3 separate regions of the Mus musculus genome follow, and all the other regions are linked to region 1. The links are chromatin contacts, called in public HiChIP or PLAC-seq maps. All regions are on one chromosome and are shown on one strand. The core of a region is the stretch at or near the end of the contact, and the rest is flanking DNA. Distances in the headings are between cores, read along the strand shown.

Region 1 (2,665 bases), core at 64-2,563:
TGGACTCCAGTCAAAGAAGGAAAGAGAACGCATCATAGCACAAATACAGAGTTTTTCAATGCAAAGAGCCCTGCTGGCCACTCTTCCATAACTTTCGACAAGTCACCTAAGAAGAAGATCAGTACCAAGTTTTAACTACCTGCCTGGGATATTTATACATTTTAAGACTTGCTTATGTGTAGAAACCTAACATAGGTAGCTAAAACAGATTCTTCTCAGTGGAGTATCAGCCCTGGTACATCTTAAGTTAAAACAAGAGTGTGAGAGCATTGTTAGCTCTTTAAAAATTGGTTGAGTTGATGTTTTCATCATTGCCTAGGCAATAACGATAGTAGCAGGGAAAATAGTGTATGCGGTGTGTGGTGTGTATGCATTGTACATGTGTGGTCCTGTATGCATTTGTGTGTGTTTGCAACCACAAAAAAAATCCTCTAAGTCCATCCCATAGAGATACCCTGCAAAGTAACAACACTTCAACTGTATGTATTTAATCCAAGAAATATAAAATGCAGTAAGACAAGACTGATGTGGAAGATGTGAACCAGGGATAATCAAGGAGTCAGGTGGAGAGAATGCATGTCTGACTGGCTGTCACTCCTCTGTCTTTTCATCTGAGGGAGAATGCAGTGTTATCTTCACTGCACTGAACAAGACATATACAAGCCTCACCTAACTTGAAAATCCAGGCATCTTGGGAGTCTCAAAGTTTGTTTTAGGCTTTTGTTCCTTAACTGCGGGTGCGGGAGAGGCAGCAGCCTCCGTGATAGGAAATTGTGGAGATGGGGAAAACCTGAACAGCTTTGGATTCTTTGCAGAAAACAACTATGTGTTATGCCCAGAACAACCAGATCAAAGAGAATGGCTGAGCTGTGGTGAGTGCTGGGTGAGCAGAGCAAATGCAGATGCTGCAGGGAGGGACAACAGGACACTGGCTCCTTCCAGGTCTTGATGGGACCTTATTAAAATATCCACTGGTCGCCCTGTCATCCGCAACCAGTTTGAAACCACTACACAACAATCATTTTATTTCCCTTTTCCTAGTCCGTGCCCGGGAAAGAAGAATGCATAAAAGCCCCCATGAGCTGTATAGCACAAGAAGGTCTGAAATGATAGTGATTTTATTCCTCTTCATTCAAGGGGAAAGAACGAGCCAGAAAAGGGCAGCCTGAGAGTAGACGCGAGCGGGAAGGGCATTTATTTCCTTGTAATGGCTGTAGTCTAAGTTGCTTTTTTATCCACTTAGGCCCACAGGACAAGCTCAGCCTGGAAAGCTCTTCAGCCTGGCTCTGTGCAGATGTAATCCGGCCTGCTCTGGTCAGTCCTAATTGCAAACACATTTCTCTCCTTCTGCACCCTCCTAAGCAGGCAATGGTCAGAGCCTTGCCAGCGCTTTTCTGGCATCTTTTTCTTGCTCTGTTTCCAAATCTGCATTTTTCTGTGAGAAAAGACGTCGGAGAGATTGTAAACAGGATAATTATATGTCAATATGATTCCCAATGCTGTCTTCCCTTGTGGGTTCTTTTGAGTGTGTAGGGGTTTGTTGTGGTGTGAGGTTTTTTTTTCCCCTCTCTGCCTTTGAGTCAGGGAGATAAAATGTTATTTTGAAAGCAGAAGTATATGGATCCACTAGAAACCTCCTACGATGTTGTTCTAGACATTTATAAAAGATAATTGGCAGGGGAGGGTTAGCAAACAACTGAGAAAGGAGAAGGAAACAGTAGACATGCAGGTGGCCAGCATTTAAGAGTCTCATTCTAAGGACAGGCGTGTGCCCCGCCATCTGTTCTGGAAGTGTAGAGAAGGGAGCTAAACTTCATGGGCAGTCTCAAGTTCAGAATATGAAAAAGTTATCCTGTCTAAAATGGCGCCATTCCATCTAGGGAAGGTCAAGAATTATAATCTCTTTAAAATACATTCTCCTGTTCTTCCTCTATGCTTCGATGAACTTTCCTCTGTGTTGTATGAGGTCAGATGTCCTGAATTTAAGATGTGAGGTAACACCAAACACATGCTCACCACACAACTTCCATGCATGGACACAGCCTGGTTTTTTCTTTCTTTTTTTGTTTTCTTTTTTCTTTTTCCATAAAAGGATGTGATTTTTTGTTGTCTGAGGTAAGAGGCATATCATGGTCCACACTGATGGCCTCGTAGGTTGCTTGGCACAACTCACCTCTCCAGTGTACATGCATGTTATAGCATGTGACTAATAGCCGTGGAGCGTTAAACCAAGGCAGCTGGGAACACATATACTATACTTATCATGGACATTTTATCCTAAGTGCCTAGAACACTGATTAAGTGATCAATAAATGTGCATTCAAAAAATCCAGCCTGTTAATTATCAAAGAACTTCTCTTTAACTGTTGATTCATCTCCCCAACAGCCAGCGAGACGGGGACAAAGAAAGCACCGTCCTGTTCCTAGGAAGCTATGGTCTGATGAGAAAAACACATGCGCAGGAGCCAAGTGAACAGAGGATGCTGGGAACACAGAAGGAAAGTAAGAAATGCATTCTGCAGTGCTGAATAAGAGAGACAGAGAGAGACAGAGACAAAGAGACAGAAAGAAAGACAGAGAAACAGACAGAGAGACACAGAGAGAAGCACGCAGAGAGAGAGACACCAAAACAGAATAACAGAGACAGATCTAATTTTATCATTTT
Region 2 (2,665 bases), core at 107-2,606, 410 kb before region 1:
CATGATCTCTTACTCAAAAGAACAACACTTACCATGAAGAAAAAAAAGTCACTTAATCCAATGAAGCTGAAAACACAATGTCACCAGATACAGAATTCAGATGCATATAAACTGGTCACTCTGATTTGCTAAGATTAGCACCCTTTAATAACAACAAAAGGAGAACCAAAAGGAGAGATTTCTACAAAGCAACCATTTTTTTAAATTAGGATTTTTTTCAGTAAAAGAGAAAATATTAATTTATGAGAGATTATTTTTAAAGTTTACAGAAAATATCACAATCAGCTTTCTTCTACATTATAAAAAAATTAATACTAGAAAGAGATGTTTGAAATTATTTATTTCCTTGAAAAAAAATAAACCAGTTGGAATTCATAAATATGCATGGCTGTATATGCAATACTGTACCCTAAACACATAAAGGTACAATTAAAGATAGTTTAGCAATTGTTTATTTAAAGGCTATTTGGATCAACAGAGTGATCTTTTTTGACTGACAGCCAGTACTCCAAAGTCCCTCCTTCACGCTCACAAGTACCTTCAAATCCTTGTCCTGAATATTTTTTTGTCTAACTCAAGATAGACTTTCACATCTTTTGATGAGATTTTGAGAAGTTGGGGGTGGGGGCTTTATAATATAGAAAAATCAAAGGATAAAACATGATTTATAATATAGACTCTAAATTGTGAGTTTCAGGACAGATAGAGGGAAGCAAACAGGCAACTTTAACATGTAAAGTTACATGTATGAGGTAATTTTTTAATAGTTTGAAGTGCTCTGCCAGGGCCAGCATATACATCACATATTCTCCCATTTGTGAGCAGTGGTCATTTGTGTTGCACACACAACAGGAACACTTTGTATTCAGCCACTCAAACCTCTCTAATATCATGCTTAACACACTTCCTGATGTCAGACAACAGAATAGAAACTGGAGGCAGAAACAGCTGGAGCCACTGGCTCTAGGGGCCTGGGGTGAGCTCAGATCATCCTGGTACTGAGTCGGCTTTTGGTCTTTCCATGTCAGACAACAGAGCCATGCTTCATGTTGGTGTCAATATAAACTATTTTTCAGAACTACAAAGCCAAACACCCCTGAGAAACTGAAAGGAAAGATACTTTAGGGAAAACGCAATAGGTACATTAAAAATATATATTTATATTTCTGGACAACAGAACTATAAATCAATCCCTTATGTATTTCCACCCTTCCCCCAAATGACTAAATAAATCATGCTCATTGTATGGTTTCCCCCTATTGTCGCCATCAACATCAAGGACTTTTCCCTTCTGGGCTAACTGTAATGGTAAGTTGGTCTAATCTAACTTCTTAAACATGGCGTGGACTGCAACTGGCCAGTGGTTGGTTTCACTTTCAGCTCTCATATCATTCCAGCTCTTTTCAGAGAAACCATGGCAGGAAGACCCAGGAAGCATTCTTTTGTATTATTTCCCAGCATTATTTTCCAAAAAAATCCATCTTGTAATTAATTTAAACACTCTCCTATGTTGAGCTCAGCTTAAAGAAAATTGCATAGGCTCAGTTGCACACAAAATAAAAGTACTACATTCTTTGACAGAGAAATAATTCACTTTTGGCGATCCCTTTATTGTTGCTATCTTTAGCTTCTATGGGGACTTATGTGAAAAAAAAATCCAGCGTGCACTTGGAATTCCACATCAAGGTTCTGCATTCCTGTTTATGTTAAGAGTTCCAAGAATGATCACGTGTGCACGCTGGCCCCCCTTGGGCAGGGCTAGCATGAAAGGCCGTTCAACCACGTTGTTTAATTGTATATAGTCCAGCACTAGGCAACTCTCCAAACCTTACTGTAAACATTGTGCAAGGTCTGTGAGTTCTGCTACACAATGGAGTTCGGGCTTTGTACAGTTAACTTCAAGTGGCAGTTCACTTCTCTTCAGGGTTTTAGACCCCGTTAGCCATCACCAGTACACACTGCTTTGCCACAAACCAGCTGGCATTTAGGAAATCAGAAACTTAGAAATTGATGCTCTGCTCCAAGGGTATCATTCCCCCCCATCCCCCACACCCCAAGTGCACCGACTTGGCACAGGATTTAGGGTTTAGTTTCAAAGCTAAAGGGGAAGGCAATCTATCACAGATTCTCCTGTTAAGGTTGGAAACAGAACAGAGCCGAATGAGGAATTCTGAACACTGGCCGCCCAAGATGGAATTAAGTGTACTGGCTATAATGTCAGAGCAACCTCAAGATTTTGTTAATTTGATGGAACTATTATTTTAAACTGTTCAAAGAAGAAAGAAAGAAAGAAAGAAAGAAAGAAAGAAAGAAAGAAAGAAAGAAAGAAAGAAAGAAAGAGAAGTCACGTTTCTATACACTGTTGAACTCCACACTGGCTTCTGAGCTTTTGATTAGGAGGGAGAGGAAGGCAGAGAACATAGGGTAAGAGGTAGCACATTCCTACCCTTGAGTTTAGAAGAATGTGCCTCATTTACTGTTCAAAGGACACTGTTTATACATTCCAGACTTCCATCTTATAATTGCGCCAGGATTTGTAAAAAGGAAATCTCAGCAGGGCAGAGAAATTATTCAAAGCAATAGCTGCACATAATTGGTATAAAATACCCGAACAGTCTGCTCTGAAAACTCTCTTTCTCAGCGACGCACATTTACACCCCCTCAA
Region 3 (2,665 bases), core at 64-2,563, 330 kb before region 1:
TAAGAGCTTAAGAGGTAGCCATTTGGGAAATAGTTAAGTATGTATTTAGGAAGGAAAAAAAATCCAGAATTCTCACAATTTCATTAGATAAAAATCTTAAGATTTCTGGAGGTTAATCTCAAAAAGACATTTAATCCAATCACATCAGAGGGTTAAGAGATAATCACAGACTTGCCATGTGGTCATCTTGATGTATAATACTTTACAGTTGCAGGGCCAGGGAACTTAGCATATGTCAAAAAAGCTTTCCCAAGCCTACTTATGAGGACACAGAGAACAGCCAATCTGCCCATTGGTCTGTCTGCCTGCCTGTCTGTCTGTCTGTCTGTCCGTCTATCTATCTATATCATCTCTATTTCACCCTTCTGTGTGTGTGTGTGTGTGTGCGCCCGCGCGCGTGTGCACACGTGCACGTGTTGCACACAACTTTTAAAAACCAGTTCTTTAGAACTTGTGCCATCAGGCTTGACAGAAGGTGTCTTTACCAGCTCGGTGGCCCACAAACATCAGACACACTTTTATTACATGGACTCTGTTGTGTTAAAAAAAATCTACTCATTTTACTATAGAAATCAATAGGCATCATGAAAAGCAAGTTCAAAATTCTACCCGACAGCTTGTTTAGTTTTTAGACAGTCCGATTTTGTCTAATTCTGTCAATAGTTCCCGAATCTCCACTCTGTGTCCAACAGGTTTTAATTTGTCTCTGATACTTTGAGACGATACTGTGAAGTCCAGGCTGCTTGGAGTCTGATAACTGCTTGAGCGAAGAGAGTAGGTAACATTCATGAACCTCAGCCCAGTGGTGAATGTTCCATCAACACAGACTTCTCAACAACTAACACAACCAAATCCAGAAAGGACATCACCGCGCAATTCACCGAAGAAGAGAAACAAGTGTCTAACACGCGGGATGTAAAGTTAACCTAAGTTAAAACAGCAACAGGACAAAAATACCACATCACAGAAACATCAGCAAAAGAAATGCGGGAGAGAGGGGGAGGGGTACCTGTAACTTTTTTTCATGCTGTTGGTAGGAATATAAAATTGCATCATCTTTGTCAAAAGCAATAGAATTTCCTTAAGACGTTAAGAAGACCAACTTCCCACATGATCCACCATTTTCACTCGGAGTATATACTCAAAATAATTAAAATGAGAATTCCACTTGGGATATTTAAAGATCTCCGTTCATAGCATCATTCATGTAGCTAAAATGTGAAACCAATCCAAGTGCCGTTGCTGGAGGAGTGGATAAGAAAGCGTGTTATTGTAATCATGGGGCATGATTCAGCCTTTGGAAGGAAAGGAATTCTGATGTATGCTCCAACATGGATGGCTCTGGAGGAAATGATGTTGTGAAATAGGCCCAGTCCCAGGCACAAAAGTACTGTGCAAGGTTCTTGAAGTAGTTAAAATAGAAGAACCAGAAAGAAGAATGTAGTTGTTGGGGCTGGTGGCAATAGGAGTTATTGTCCAATAGGTATAGGAAGTCAGTTTTATTAGGTGGGGAGAATTCTGGAGATAGATGATCATGATGTAGCAAAATAATATAATTTACTTACCATCACTGAAGTGTGCATTTAGAATGGCTAAGTTTGTTCTGTGCATTCCAGTAACAACTGAAATGAATATAGCCTTAAATATTATAGATGCCTTTGTAACCCTATCCCACAAGTATGGTCCCCTGGATTGTATCAATTACTTTAATACAGCTCATACTCCTACTGTAGAATATAGTCACACCCCCTAGTAATAAGCAACATTTTTTAAGTTACTCTGTGAAAAATATGATTCAGCTGCTTCCCATATATGGACTCACTCAGCTGTTATAATTCATTGATTGATGAACCTGAAACAGAGGCACTTAATGACAGATGAAATGTCCTGCAGACATTATGCAGATCATTAGTGCGAGAGCCAGAGAGTGGATTCAAGCTGTCTGATTGTGTGTGTACAGCATCCTATACTCATCCCAAGTCTTGACCAAATGCTAACACTGGATAGAGCCGGAGTAAGGCAAAAAGCTCCCAAGCGTCACCAGGAGCCCCCTTGCACCCCCTGCACCCCTGCTCAGGTGACACCTGTGCATTAATGATCAGCTCAGGGAGAGAATCTCCCTCATGGCTGTGACTCTGCAATTATAAAGCTGTTTCTACCTCAAGGTTTCTCAATTCTAATGTCACAATACATTGGTGTGTTGTAAGTGGTTGTAAAAGTGTTTCCCAACTAAATTGTTTCCTTAAAGTAGAGCAGATGAAGGATTAACACCAGTTTAAAGCTATCCTCATTCATTCTATCAAAATTTTGTGTGCAGGAGACAGTGGCAGGTGTTGGTGCATCCAAGTTCATGAGGTGTGGAGGTCAGAGGGCACTGGATATCTTCAATTGCTATCCTCCCTTCTCTCTCTGTGTGTCTATTTGTATGGTATATGTGCATGTGTTTGTGTATGTGACACTGCACATGTGTGTGTAGACTATAGGACGACCTCAGCTTTCTTTCCTCAGGAGGCATCTGCCTTGTTTTTCTGAGACAAGGTCTATCACTTAACTTGGAAGGAAGGATTAGGGTAGGTTGACTAGCCAGTGAGCATCAGGGATCTGCCAAGCTCTGTGTCTCCAGGACAGGGATTACACATGCGCACTACCACACTTGGCTTTTCAT

What was found. HiChIP or PLAC-seq counts read pairs in DNA pulled down with a chosen protein or histone mark.
Region 2: an H3K27ac HiChIP or PLAC-seq map of the NIH/3T3 cell line shows a contact between it and region 1, with 5 times the contacts expected there. The contact joins two enhancer-like sites. A contact is called at or near these places in 2 of 115 datasets of contacts at active chromatin or transcription factors (the NIH/3T3 cell line and embryonic stem cells) and 1 of 9 other capture datasets (embryonic stem cells).
Region 3: an SMC1A HiChIP or PLAC-seq map of the NIH/3T3 cell line shows a contact between it and region 1, with 3 times the contacts expected there. The contact joins two enhancer-like sites. A contact is called at or near these places in 1 of 15 datasets of contacts at CTCF or cohesin (the NIH/3T3 cell line) and 2 of 484 Hi-C or Micro-C datasets (nephron progenitors and uterus).

What each region holds. Positions count from the first base shown.
Region 1 is chr2:61,352,963-61,355,627 of GRCm38.p6, forward strand. The region is part of intron 3 of Gm33702 (a long non-coding RNA gene); the gene reads right to left. Among named protein-coding and RNA genes, the nearest start is that of Gm33702, 4.3 kb to the right of the region's middle. Within about 2 kb of position 1,314, at least 52 of the 459 cell types and tissues checked have an H3K27ac peak or open chromatin away from gene starts, as enhancers often do. A contact at or near this core is called in the NIH/3T3 cell line, where this site is marked.
Region 2 is chr2:60,938,790-60,941,454 of GRCm38.p6, forward strand. It overlaps a transcript of Rbms1 not described here. Among named protein-coding and RNA genes, the nearest start is that of Gm33647, 29 kb to the right of the region's middle. Within about 2 kb of position 1,357, at least 99 of the 459 cell types and tissues checked have an H3K27ac peak or open chromatin away from gene starts, as enhancers often do. A contact at or near this core is called in the NIH/3T3 cell line, where this site is marked.
Region 3 is chr2:61,026,593-61,029,257 of GRCm38.p6, forward strand. No RefSeq gene overlaps it. Among named protein-coding and RNA genes, the nearest start is that of Gm13582, 53 kb to the left of the region's middle. Within about 2 kb of position 1,314, at least 21 of the 459 cell types and tissues checked have an H3K27ac peak or open chromatin away from gene starts, as enhancers often do. A contact at or near this core is called in the NIH/3T3 cell line, where this site is marked.